2 separate regions of the Gossypium arboreum genome follow, and region 1 is linked to region 2. A link is a contact called in public Hi-C data. All regions are on one chromosome and are shown on one strand. Each heading gives the region's core, a stretch centred on a gene start, on an enhancer-like site or on the middle of the called end of the contact. The rest is flanking DNA. Distances are from core to core; before and after follow the strand shown.

Region 1 (7,477 bases), core at 2,911-5,410, 80 kb after region 2:
GAGTGCCTTCGAGAGGTGGAGCTAATTATATGCTAACCTTTATTGATGATTTTTCCAGAAAAGTTTAGACGTTCTTCCTGAAGCAGAAAAGCGATGTGTTTTCTGTATTTAAGTCTTGGAAAATTATGATTGAAAAATAGACGGAAAAATAGATAAAATACCTCCTCACAGACAATGGCTTAGAGTTCTGTTCTGATGCGTTTAATAGATTGTGCAAGTCAGAAGGGATCATGAGACACTTGACAGTTCGTCATACTCCACAGCAAAACGGCGTTGCAGAACGAATGAATAGAACGATCATGGAGAAGGTTCGATGTATGTTGTCAAATGCCAACTTACCGAAGTCATTTTGGGCAAAAGCAGCCTCTACTGCATGTTTTTTGATCAACCGATCTCCATCCATTTCCATTGAGAAAAAGAATCCACAAGAGGTATAGTCTGGTAATCCTGCTAATTATTCTGATTTAAAGATTTTTGGGTGTCCTGCGTATGCTAATGTTGATAATGAAAAATTGGAACCAGGATCCATTAAATGCATTTTTCTTGGTTATAAAGCTGGTGTAAAAGAGTAAAAGTTATGGTGCCCTGAAAATAGAAAAGTTGTGATTAGCAGAGATGTTGTTTTTGATGAAACTGCTATGCTACCTAACTTATCTCTTAAAGACTCTTCCAATAAAGAAAATAAAAAACAGGTGGAGCATCTGATTAATACAGAGTCAACTCCTCAAGCCAAAACAAAAATTGAGAATAGAGTTGCTTCTTCACAACAATACTCTATCGCCAAAAACAAAACTAGAAGAGAAATTAAACCTCCAAAGAAGTATACCGAGGCTGATCTAGTTGCTTATGCTTTAAATGTGGCTAAAGATATAGATGCGAATCTAGAGCCATCTAATTATTCTGAGGTGGTTAGCTGTGAAGACTCAGAAAAGAGGATGTTTGCTATGCAAGAAGAGATTGAATCACTCCAAAAAAATAGAACATGGGAACTTGTGAAACTTCCTAAAGGTAAAAAGGCTGTTCGTTGTAAATGGGTGTTTAAAAAGAAAGAAGGGACTCAAGGAGTTGAAGAACCCAGATATAAAGCAAGGCTTGTTGCAAAGGGTTACAGTCAAATTCCAGGAGTGGACTTCACAGATGTGTTCTCTCCAATTGTTAAGCATAGTTCGATTCGAGCTTTGCTTGGTATTGTGGCCATGCATGATTTGGAGCTTGAGCAGTTAGATGTAAAAACTGCATTTCTGCATGGAGAACTTGAGGAGGATATTTACATGCAACAACCAGAAGGTTTTATAGTCTCAGAAAAAGAGGACTATGTTTGCTTGCTGAGAAAGTCCCTTTACGGTTTGAAACAGTCACCAAGATAGTGGTACAAGAGGTTTGATTCCTTTATGACTTCTCATGATTTCAAAAGAAGTAGTTTAGACAGTTGTGTTTATTTTAAGAAAAACAATGATGGTTTTTTTATGTATCTACTTCTTTATGTTGATGACATGTTGATAGCAGCAAAAGATAAAGAAGAGATAAGAAAGGTCAAAGCCCAACTAAGTGAAGAATTTGAGATGAAAGATTTAGGATCAGCAAAGAAGATACTTGGTATGAAGATTCTTAGAGATAGAAAAGCAAGTAAATTGTACCTTTAGTAGCCCATTTCAGACTTTCATCGGCTTTGTCTCCATAATCAGATGGTGAGATTGAGTACATGTCACATGTTCCATACTCTAGTGCAGTGGGATCTCTCATGTATACTATGGTTTGTTCACGTCCAGATTTTTCATATGTAGGCAGTGCAGTTACCAGATACATGGAAAATCCCGGTAAAGAACATTGGAAAGCAGTTCAGTGGATTTTAAGATACTTACGAGGCACTACTAATGTTTGCTTACAGTTGGAAGAACTAAAGATGGAGTCATAGGGTATGTTGATGCTGATTTTGCTGGAGACCTTTCTAGAAGAAGATCCCTCACAGGTTATGTCTTTACAATCGGAGGTTGTGCAATTAGTTGCAAAGCCACTTTACAAACTACAGTCGCTTTGTCTACCACTGAAGCTGAGTACATGGAGATTACTGAGGCTTGTAAAGAAGCTATTTGGTTGAAGAGACTATTTAGTGAACTCAATGAAGACCTTCAAATCAGTTCAATATTTTGTGACAGTCAGAGTGCCATCTTCCTTACAAAAGATCAAATGTTTCATGAGAGAGCAAAACATATTGATGTTCGGTATCATTTTGTTCGTGATATTATTGCTCGTGGTGATATTGTTGTGAGCAAAATTAGTACTCATGAAAATCCTGCAGATATGATGACTAAGTCACTTCCTATAACCAAGTTTGAGCATTGCTTAGACTTGGTTGGTGTTCATTGTTGAAGTTAAACCCTTAAGGGGTTTTATGGAAGAGGTAGAGAACTTGTTCATTAAAAGTTCGCAATGAAGAACTTGTTCATTGAGAATTTGTGTCAAGGTGGAGATTGTTAGAATTAAGTGACCTGAATTCTAATTTAAATAAAATACGATGGAAAATAAAATAAAAGTAAAATCCATATAGAACTAGACTTCTTTTATTTTATTTTAGAATAAGGTTTTTTAAACCTTATTAAACTCCATCTATTTTATATTGATTAGGATAAAGTGTTTCAATCCTACTAGAATATGGCTTTACAAGCCTATAAATAGACATAGTCTATTCCTCTTGTATTTGAATTCAAATTTTTCGACATAGTGAATTTTCTTCTCCTTTGTCCGTGGATTTTTCCCGAAAGGGTTTCCACGTAAAATTTGTGTGTTCTTTATTTTATTTTATTTTTCACAATCTTGATGACGTGCTTGATATCAAGTGTTTAAGGTTTCGTTGGACTTGATTTTCTTTTCTCAAGTTAAAGATATATTTATATTATTTAAATTTCTAATTAAATTAGTATTATAAATTAATTGTACACTAATTTAATTGAAAATGATTAAAATGATTAATTGTACAAAGTAAGTTATATTATTATGAGAACTATTTTTAAAGATATTATTATGATTAAAGATATTTGAACCTAAGATACCTTTATTATGAATATTCAACTTTGTCATTTTAAACTTTTTTATTATTACATAAATTTTAATCAACATTTTATATAATTTTACACTCTCATTATAAGTGTGACATACTCTAATATATATAGTTTATTGTAATATAAGTATAGTTTCTTTTGGTAATATAATATAGATATAGTTTATTTTTATCAATACAATATTGGAGAGAGGATGTCAAGGCTAAAACTCATATCATCTAAGTTATTGATGGAAATTCCAACCACTGCTCTAAACAAGGGTTGACACAATATATAAAACTCTTTAATTGAATTGATGTTATAAATAATGGCGACCAACTCTTTTAAAATAAAAAATAAAAATTAATAGCACTACCTAAGTATTTTACTAGACAAATAAACTTAAATAAAAAATATTATCAATTATTTTCAACAATTATGTTCATTTCTCATGTACTATTTTAACAAATTCAACTATTTATCCTAAAACACCATAAATTATTTTTTCCCTATATATTATAATTTAGTACATTACCATATGAATATATATATAATAAAGAAAAGGAAAAGAATAGTATTAGAAGTAATCAAATAAATTAAAATAAATATTTAAATTTTATTGTATCATAAATTAAAATTTTATTAATTTTATACAAAATATTTTAATAAGTTTTCAAATTTACCACGATTAACTTATGACATCAAGGGGTATATTTAAGTCTTAATTTCCTAGTTTAATTTATTGGAAGCTTCCGATTCTAGAATTTCTGAGGAGATAAATAAAAAAATAGAACCTGACACAATTTAAGTTGTCGAGCAGATTGCAGTGTCAAAGTGTGACACGTGTGTCTTTAACCGACAGTGGAACGGCAGATGGATGTGGTGGACTTTAGTATCTTTTATTTAATCCACTTAATTTCCCATTTTCAGTTCCGTTAGAAACCACGCAAATCCAAAAGTTATCATCTTCTACATCACAACCCACTCAATAACTTTTCCAACAAACCATTAAGTTTCATCCACGTAATCACGTAACCCAGTTCTACAAACTCCCGTTTGCAGACAGCAATAGCTAAAAATCAGTTTAACCCCACGTAATCGTTTCAGGATAGTCATAAGTATGGCAACTTATCAAATCCAGTGATAAGTTGAATTACTTATCAAGTGATAGTTGTTGTGTATCGCAGATACCCTGCAAAAAATGCATCGAAAAAAGTTAAAAGAACTCAACTTCTCTCTCTTCGTTATCTTTTTCGCTTTTTCAATTTCTTTTTCTTATTGGTTTGGCAGCTTTTTTTCTTTTACTGTTTTCGTTGAACGCTAAGCATGAAATTGGAACCGCTAACCCTAGAAATCTGTCAAAAGTACGACCGATTCCTCACCTTAAACACCACCACCAGCCGCTAACTTACAAGAGACGCCGTCGTTTCAACCACCTTTCTTCATCTTCTTCAATTTACCTTTCACTCATCCTCAGACTTCATTTCTCTCGCTTTTGCTCTGTTTATATTTCTTTTGGTCAAAATCAAAAAGCTTAGCCCCTAATTTAAATTCTCAATTTCTCGATTGATTAAGTTTTTTTTTTTGTTCAAAGTAATTGGGAAGAAATGTCTTCTCTCAGCAGAGAATTAGTGTTTTTGATTCTCCAGTTCCTTGAAGAAGAAAAATTTAAAGAGACCGTTCACAGGTAAACTCTTAAATTCATTTTTCATATATATGTATATATGTTTGGTATTGTCGTTTTTAATTGGATTTTGTGTCGTTTTTTGTGGTGGAGCTCACAGATTAGAGCAAGAGTCAGGGTTCTTCTTCAACATGAAATACTTCGAAGAGAAAATTCTCGCCGGAGAATGGGACGAAGTTGAGAAATACCTATCTGGGTTCACTAAAGTCGACGATAACCGGTATTCAATGAAGATTTTTTTTGAGATCAGAAAGCAGAAGTATCTAGAAGCTTTGGACCGGTAATCTCTGTTTCCCTTTTTTTTTTTTTTTTTTGCTTAGTTAATGCCAATGAGATTGGGTTTGTTGTAATTACGTATAATAATATATTGTTTTGACATTTTTTTTGTTGTGTTTCAGTAATGATAGAGCTAAAGCTGTTGAGATTTTAGTGAAGGATTTGAAGGTTTTTTCCACATTTAATGAAGAACTTTTTAAGGAAATTACCCACCTTTTAACACTGGGGAACTTTAGGTAATGATTGAAGGTTGGTATTGGATATAAAATTATAGGCAGTTTAAGACTTCCTAAGTTTTTTGTTTGTGATATAATGTAGGGAAAATGAGCAGTTATCAAAGTATGGTGATACTAAATCGGCTCGGAGCATAATGCTGATTGAGCTTAAGAAACTAATAGAAGCAAATCCCTTGTTTCGTGAAAAGCTTGTTTTCCCTGCTTTGAAGGCATCACGGTTGCGAACTCTAATTAATCAAAGGTGATTTTTACCCATCGTTACATGAAAATTTGGTCGTATTTATGGTATGGATGATGTTGAATCTGACTGATTGTTTATTTGCAGTTTGAACTGGCAACACCAGCTGTGCAAGAACCCTAAGCCTAATCCAGATATAAAAACCTTGTTCACTGATCACAGTTGTTCACCCCCAAATGGAGCTCGTGCACCTACTCCAGTAACTTTTCCAGTTGCTGCAGTTGCTAAGCCTTCAACATATGCTCCAGTAGGAGCACATGTATGATCCTAATGCTTACTATAGTCTTGAATCATGGATATTCCTGATGCATGTATCTAGTACTGAACTTAGAATGCTTTTTGTCTCATGTTATGGCATTGCAGTCTTTTCCACCTAATCCTACTGCTTTAGCTGGCTGGATGGGAAATGTCAATCCTTCCTCATCAGTCCAATCTGCCCTCGCTGTTGCTTCTGCTTCTGCTTCATCCTTGCCTTTTCCTCAAAATCAAGGTAACATTAATGTTTTTATTGTTGTTGACATTTTGGCTGTCAGGTTCATCATGGTAGTCGAATAAACATCTTTAAGGAGCAATACTTTTCAGTTTTCATATATTTCCTTCAGATATTATATTCATTTGAGTAAATTTTTCTGGGACATATATCTATTCTTTGTGCTTTCTGCCCTCTTCGTTTGTCTCCTTGTTAGTGAAACTGTGGGAATGATCTTGATGAAAAGGGAGTTGAGAGACTCCAGGGCTTTGGTCGTATACTCCTTCAAATTGATTTAAGTTTGATTTAAAGAGGGTCATTCTGTTTAGTCTTAAATCTTGGTCTTGTATAATTAGTTCCTTACCTGATCTGATTTTGAATTTTACCGCAGTTTCAGTTCTGAAACATCCGAGAACACCATCAAATACACCTGGAATGGTTGAGTATGGGAGCACTGATCATGAGCACTTAATGAAACGGTTGCGGTCTGCGCAATCTATTGACGAGGTAAATCTGTTGTTGATAAGATGCTTCCCACATAGGTTACTACTATGCTCTAACTTATGATATCAATTAATTGGATCCTTAATAAGTCCAGGTCACATATCCTGCTCCTCCTCAACATGCTTCATGGTCACTTGATGACCTACCCAAGTCTGTTGCTTGTACCATTCACCAGGGATCCAATGTGACAAGCATGGATTTCCATCCTTTTCATCATACGCTACTTACTGGTAAAATTGTTGAAAACTTTACAAAACCATCTTGCCTGGAGTATTTTAAATCAAAATTAATTCCTTTGGTTTTGTTGCAGTGGATTGTATTTTCTTACTTTGCTTTATGCGTCTTTCATAATAGTTGGTTGTAGCAATGGTGAAATTTCCTTATGGGAAGTTAGCAAGCGAGAGAGGTTGCTGACAAAACCATTCAAGATACGGGATATGGCTTCTTGTTCAGTTTTACTTCAGGTTGATCTTGCATCTTTGACCCAAGAAAATCATGTTATTACTGACAGTAGTAGAATTAATTTGACCGAGATAAAAATATCTGACTATTTGGCCAGCTGGTCACCTATGTCTAAAAATGCTTGTTACTTCACAGTTTAGGCACTCAAATTGTTTCTGTTACGGGAGAATTGGCCCATCTCCATTTTAAATTACTTCTCTCTTCTTCAAAACTATACATTGGAGTAAGAACCATGTCCTCCCGATTCAATCAACTGAGTTGCATTTTTTTTAATTGTCTCACCCCTTCCCATCTTCTTAAAATGTTATTGAAATAGGATGAGGTTTATACTTTTGCTTGCAACTTCTTGAATGCTGGAATTTTGGTAATATACATCTGTTAGGATTATAATGGATATCTCTTGCAGGCTAGTATTGTTAAAGATTCATCCATATCTGTAAACCGTGTAGCTTGGACCCCAGATGGAAATTTGATTGGTATGTGCTGTAAGAGTGATTTTCCTTTAATGAGTCCAGTTTTGGGCTTCTTTATTGAAAATTTCTTGTTGCAGGAATTGCATTTACAAAACAT
Region 2 (7,039 bases), core at 2,632-5,131:
CACTTCTGCATTTATTTGTCCCCAACTGGGATATAACATATCTGTATCACTTCTTCAACAAGATTAATGTCACGACTAATGTTTCAGATTGGCGTGCTTATCGAAGACAAAGAATTTGTTGATTCATGGATGGGAGGAAATCCTTGGAAGGCTGGAAAATTTGCTTTGAGCCTTCGCCTTTCATTGTGGTCCGAACATCTTGGTCTTCACCGAGGAGAGGTTTGTGAGCCATCGTTCAATGTTTCATTATTTTACATTCAAGATTATGCTCATTGAATTGGTCTCGGGGATCAGTCATATAGATTTTATAGTATCTTGTATCATTCAGCTGATCAACACGTTTGTCCTTTCCTTTTTCATGTTCCTCAGATAAATCAAATAATCGACCCCATGATCGATTCGAGTTACAAAGATATATGGGTTGGGACTGCAAAGGTAAGAGCCGGAATTCCATTAATTTTCAATACTTTTTCATTTTATATTCTTAAATGTTCCAATTAAAAGAAATCAAAGAATTTCTGATGTTTATGAAAATCAGCCAGTTAAGTAGGGTTAGCCAGCCTAATGAGACTAGATGGCTCACATTGTTTTAATATGGATTACAAACTCCGAATAACAAACAAGGAATCATTTATGTCACAGATGAATACGACAATCTACCAGGATGTGTTCTCCTGTGTCCCGAGTGATCTCATACATTCCCGGTATGACTACATCTCTTTCTTACGAACCTTAATTCTTTTTGTTTTCGGCTAATCCTAATAACGACATGAGTGACATGTACCATAAAATGCAGGCTTGCTCTCCGACAAAGCATTGCATATTGGAAAGAAAGACTCGGTCACACTACAATCGATTTAGGAATAGCCCCTACAAAATTAGAATCATATCACAACGGAGAGGTTAGAGAAGTAGACCCCATGGAAAGATTAAAATCGGTAAGAGGACATCTTGTTTCGTTCCCCTTGGATTTCATGTCCAAAGAAGATTTACGACCTGTATTTAATGAGAGTGAATATTATGCATCTCCCCAAGTTTTTCATTGAGTGAGGGAGAGGTTATACAAAAAGCCTGAAATTCTTTTTTTCATATTATACAGAAGACAGACAAAAAAGAGAGACTGATTATACATTTGTAAAACCTCCTTAACGAAATATGCATCTCAATCATTCTTTGTGTAAAAAGTCTTAATACCAAACAATACCTAATTGAACCAAAGCTTTCCTCTACATACCTGTTCATGGATTGTTGTAAATTTTCAAGTTGAGCCGGATATGAGACTAGTTTGTTATTTACTTTTTTATTTTAATCTCAAAATAGAAACAAATCCTTCCTATTTTTCTTTCACATTAAGATTTGAGGAAATCAAACTAAACCATGTTTTTTTTTTGGATAAAGCTGTTCGGGGTGGGTTCAACTTTGAATATTTACAAGTTTATCCATTTACAAAAGTAAAATTTCAATAATCCATAAAAAAAAAAATTAAAAAGCCAATAAGTGGCTTCACTTTCTCTAATGATTGATTTATTTTTGAAGGATTAAAATTTCAAATGTTTTACTCCAAAATTGTTAAAATTAGACTTGGGAAAGGGCCTTCACTTTATCCATCCTAATAAAGGTTAATGTCAAGTTGAATGCAATTTTTAAAAACCATAAAAAAATGGACCACTCTATCTATCCACCTTCTGTATAATTTTTCTTTTGGTTAGCAGTAAATTGGTTATAGGGTTACAATCAAGCGTCTTGCTCTATGCTCCCAACATTTCCACGGCAGCCATATGTTTGGTGGCTTTGTTGTGGCCAAAAAACATACATTTCTTTAAATGCAAATATTTTTTTCATAGTTAGTGGCTTAATACACATCATTGTTTAGTTGATTTTTTTTTTCCTTTAACCAACCTTTCGTATTCAAAGTTCTATATCCCTAACTGCTCCTTTTGATAGTGCCATTCTTATCTCAGCCATTTCCATTAAACAACATATCTTTTCTTTTTAGTTGTAAAATATTTATAGATATTTTAATTTGAGATAAGAAAAGATATTATTTATTAAACAAAATGGTGGGGTGAAATCGATTTTATTAATAATTATAAATTCGCATTTAGCATTTATTATAAAGATTTATATTTAAGTCTTCAATTAAGATCAATCTTAATTCAATATTTGAATAATCTATGCTTCTAACCCTCGGAAAAACAGTAACAGTATTCTTTAATCTTTATGCTAAATTGCTTCTGAAATGTCCAAGCTACCCATTTCCTGTGCATTATTTAGCAACCAAAACAATGGCACTTTTGTCCTTTTTGGAGCCTACCCTATCAAAATTTACATTACGTACGTATCAATAAGAGTTGCAATAGTTTGACACAATAATAAAAATGGAATATAAGCAACTTCACTGCTTGATATCATCCCCAAGGATCATCAGTCAAGTTCCGACAAAGTGACTCGAGATTCTGGCCATCGACATTGGTGTTACAAAGGAACTGTGAGATTTCAATCATATAGCTGACAGATTTATTGATCCAATATAACATATATATATACACTTAGTTTGATCATTTTCTTTTCTTCTAAGTATATAGAAGAAGAGATGATGTTTTTCCCGTCGTTTCTCGATGGATTGGCGAGGACGGTTTCAATGAAGAAAGGGAAGAATAATAGTAGTACGGAGGATGATATCGGACGAGAAGTGGCCGAAACCTTGGCCAAGGATGCCAAGAAGAACGATTTGATGTTGAGTTCCTCTGCTACTTTTAAGTCCAACAAATCAAACAATTTTGCCTCAATCTGTTCCAAGAGAGGACAAAAGGGAATCAACCAAGATTGTACAATAGTCTGGGAGGTATTTTAAAACTCATTCCATGCGATGTTATGATCGTTATTTTACGATTTCAGTTATTTTCACCATTGATATTCAATGTTCATACTTAGTTGTTTTTTGATTCTTGATTTAGGAATTTGGATGCCAAGAGGACATGATTTTCTGTGGTATTTTTGATGGTCATGGTCCATGGGGTCATATTATAGCTAAAAGGGTCAAACAATCAGTACCTCCTTCTTTGCTTTGCAACTGGCAAAAGGCCCTTGCCTTAACCTCACTTGGCCAAGAGCTCAACACTGAACCGAACCGAAGTACTCGTAATCATCAGTTTGATATTTGGAAACAATCTTGCTTGAAAACATATGCTGACATTGATGAAGAGCTTAAACACCACCCTGGGATTGATTCATTCCACAGTGGAACAACAGCTTTGACAATCATTAAACAGGTAGATGTTAAATTTCCGGCTTCATTTACGATTTTCCGAAGGTTCGAGTAGAAATTTTTATTGATGTGTTGATGATTAGGGTGAACATCTTGTTATAGCAAATGTTGGTGATTCAAGGGCAGTGTTAGCAACCATATCAGATGATGGCATTTTGATCCCATTTCAGCTCACTATTGATTTCAAGCCTAACATTCCCGGCTAGAACTCTATGCATATTTCTCCCTATATGTAAATTATGGGTAGTTTATTGATTAATAATGATGAATGTAACAGAGGAAGCTGAAAGAATAAGACAGTCACAAGGGGGAGTGAGCTGTTTAAGAGATGAACCAGGGGTTTACAGGGTGTGGATGCCAAAAGGGGACGCCCCAGGGCTAGCTGTTTCAAGAGCCATTGGTGACCACTGTGTGAGAGTTTGGGCTAATTTCAGTGGAATATCACAAACAAAGACCAGTTTGTCATTTTAGCAACAGATGGGGTAAAATAAATCCCTTTTGGTTTATGCCTTTGTTGCTGTGATTAGATTAATTTGATGTTGTGGTGGTGATTATTAGGTGTGGGATGTTATATCCAATGAAGAAGCAGTGGAGATTGTTTGTTCCACAGATGATAGGGAGAAGTCAGCGAAAAGGTTGGTCCAATGTGCGATGAGAGCATGGAGATCTAAGAAAAGAGGGATAGCAATGGATGATATTTCAGCCATTTGCCTCTTCTTTCACCCCAAGCTGTTTCAAGAGGTCAACCCCTTCAAGGCCTCCAAATAGAAGCTTGCTTAACTGCTAGGTTTTGCTTTGCTTCTTGATATTGGCCATCTGTTTTTGGTGATTCAATAGACCCATTTCAGTACTGCTGAATATGTGATAGAATGGAATTCTGTAGAACCCTTCAGATACTTCAACACATAAAATGCCATAGAAAAAAATGAAAAAACTGAAGCATACTACAGCTAAACAGAATAAAGAATCCCTAAAAGTTCCATTTTCTTTCCAAGCAAACCATTACAGATTTGACAGTAGAGAGAGACATCAATTGATTGATTCGCGAGTTGAACCAGATTACATAAAACCAATTTGACCAACGATTTAAAATTTGATATACAAGCAGCGTATTGGTATTTGACGGCTAAAATTCCGAATGGTATTTGCCCAAGATAACTTCCAAAGAGAACGACGTTTCTATGGAGAAAACTTTAAAGGAGTTGCTGAGAGCCTAGCCACAAGGGCTTGGCTTCCAAAAATTGACGGGTAAATTCCACCTAAGTAGGGTGGAATCCACTCGCCTTAAATAAGAGTGTTCGATGTACTAGGTGTTGGCACGACCCGCCGTCTCTATACGATCATTGACGAGTCATCCTCCACCCTGACAGGACGGGTTAGATTCTTGAGGAGGAGCTCGTCCTTATTTATAAACCTAACTTTACTCCTTATGCTCAAGAGTTGATCGATGTGGGATATAAACCTCTCATGTGACTAAATCAGCTCCCCACATGCGAGGGAAAAAAAGGAAAAGCTTACCGAGGAAATTTGTACCCAAAGCCAACATCTCGCGAGTGTGAATAGGAATGATAAAATAAAAAAGGGTTAAATTCTAAGTATAGTCCCTGTACTTATTGATTTATATGGTTTAGTCCCTCTACTTTTATTTGCTCAAAATTGGTCTCTTTACTTTTCGATTTGCTCATTTTCATTCCATCTATTAACCTTTTTCCTATTAAAAATTAGGTACAATAAAAATTTAGCTCTTTAACTTTTAATTTTTTGTCAATTTAACCCCAACATTTTTTCTTATTAAAATTATATTTAAAAATGTAGACTAATTAAATTTTTTATAAAATATTCTAAATGTGTCAAAACACTTAAATTTAATATTAATCACCACTATATTATAAATTATTATTTAATTAATTATAAGTTTATTTTTACGCAATTAGAAAACTAATAAGAAACTTAGAAAAAAATCCCTCTCTTTCAGCTCTTCCCACTTTCTTCTTTCATTTTCCTTAAACTCTCACAGCTTCCCCTAATAATTGAAACTAACAAACAAAACCTTCTAAAAAATCAAAACCCAAATAAAAGAAAAGAAAGAAAGTCTTCATGTCCTTTTTTTGTGCATGGTGTCTTTCGATTTTCCACAAGCCCACAACCTTTTTTGGTGCAAGGGTATTGAAATCCATGAAGTGCCATTTTCATTGGAGGTTATTCTTAGATTTTTGTGAAAAATCGAAAATACTTTTTTTTTCTCAATATCCCAATATTGCCATCAGCACGAAGAAGAAAAAGATAAAAAGAAAACTATAGCTCTATCTTGTCACCTAATCAAACTTTAAAAAATAAACTTACAAAAATTATTTAGAATTCCAATTCACATGTTAAAAGCACGCAAAGTAAAATGTGGATTGAGATATTTCGTTAAAATAATGTAGCAGTGTTATTGTAAGTGACTTAAGTTGTTAATAATTAAAATTAAATTATGTAATTTGATTAAATCAAAAGTTTGTGATTTATTTGAAAGTTGAGGTTAAATTTTCTGATTTATAATGTAAATTACCTAATATATACTGTACTTATTGTAACTAAATGAGAATTACAAGTTAAATTATTGATAGTAATGATTAATAATAAGTTTTGGTTTTTTTTATATTTAATTTGTTGGCACATATGAGAAAATTTATATTTTAATATAATTATTTATAGATTTTAAATAATTAAAGCAACAATAAAAAAAAGGAGCCAAATTGATAAAAGTTGTAAAAGTTGAGAGGCTAAATTTATAGTTGTACCTAATTTTTAATAAAGTTAACGGAAAAAGTAAATGAAGCAAATCGAAAAGTAGATAGACTAATTTTGACTAAATAAAAGTAGAAGAACTAAATCCACAAATCAGTAGGTACATAAACTATTCTTGGAATTTAACCATAAAAAGTTATTTGTTGTTCTCTTAACATAATAATAAAATTTTAAATTTTTAATTTGAGTTGATTGAGTTGTTGAATTTCAATAAATAATTTAAGTTTTTAAGTTCAAATTAAATTAAATTTTAACAATTCAAATTTAATTTTAGTACATTGATTTTGAAGTTTAGGCATTTTTATTTCGATGTAAATATTCATTGGATTCTTGTCAATTTTAAAAATAAATAAATTAATCTCTTTAATTTCTTAAAATTCTACTATTCATAATTAATAAATTATATAATATTAAAAATTCTTAAAATCCAAAACAAAGCATAAAAATTATAATAAAATAATAAAAATTTCAAAAATATTTCATAGAATTATAAAATTTAAAAATAATAAAATTCAGAAAATTAAAAATAAAATTTTGCCAAAGCTTTGATAAATTTTCCAAAAATAAAATCAAAATACTTTAAAAATAGAAAAAATATAATATTTAAAAATATAAAAAAAGTTCTAAAGTGTTTTTTTTTCCTTTTAAGAAAATTTCTAATGTATATATTTTAAAATTTATGTACTTTTAACTTGAAACTTAGTTAGATTGTCAAGGATTTTAATTGACTTGATTAAATTCTTTTAATTTAACTCAAACAAATTTATCTGATTGACTCAAATTTCATTTCACTCAACGTGAATTTGATTCATAAAATAAGACTTATCAACTCAACTAACTCTAAATTTTTTCACTACATTCTATTTGGTTGGATTGGATACATACCTCTATTTATGAACCATGATTGACAATTTTATATGATTCATTTACTTTAAAATTACAACCAAATTTAATGGTTTTCGATTTTAAGTAATAATGATT

Evidence for each region. A called contact is a pair of places that touch in the nucleus more often than the background predicts.
Region 1: a Hi-C map of leaf shows a contact between it and region 2, with 3 times the contacts expected there. The contact joins the promoter of LOC108489579 here to the enhancer-like site in region 2. A contact is called at or near these places in 2 of 5 Hi-C or Micro-C datasets (both in leaf).

Annotation. Positions count from the first base shown.
Region 1 is chr10:107,805,173-107,812,649 of ASM2569848v2, forward strand. LOC108489579 (topless-related protein 2) reads left to right here and starts at 4,161. Exons shown (of 25, transcript XM_017794226.2): 1 at 4,161-4,725; 2 at 4,823-5,002; 3 at 5,121-5,234; 4 at 5,317-5,475; 5 at 5,560-5,731; 6 at 5,836-5,962; 7 at 6,333-6,448; 8 at 6,540-6,675; 9 at 6,800-6,909; 10 at 7,314-7,383; 11 at 7,458-7,477. The coding sequence starts at 4,646.
Region 2 is chr10:107,725,735-107,732,773 of ASM2569848v2, forward strand. It overlaps LOC108487029 (phospholipase D zeta 1-like), which reads left to right. Exons shown (of 20, transcript XM_017791231.2): 17 at 88-219; 18 at 370-435; 19 at 643-704; 20 at 797-1,184. The coding sequence ends at 1,046. It also overlaps the pseudogene LOC108488676. Among protein-coding and RNA genes, the nearest start is that of LOC108487029, 11 kb to the left of the region's middle. Within about 2 kb of position 3,882, at least 2 of the 2 cell types and tissues checked have an H3K27ac peak or open chromatin away from gene starts, as enhancers often do. A contact at or near this core is called in leaf, where this site is marked.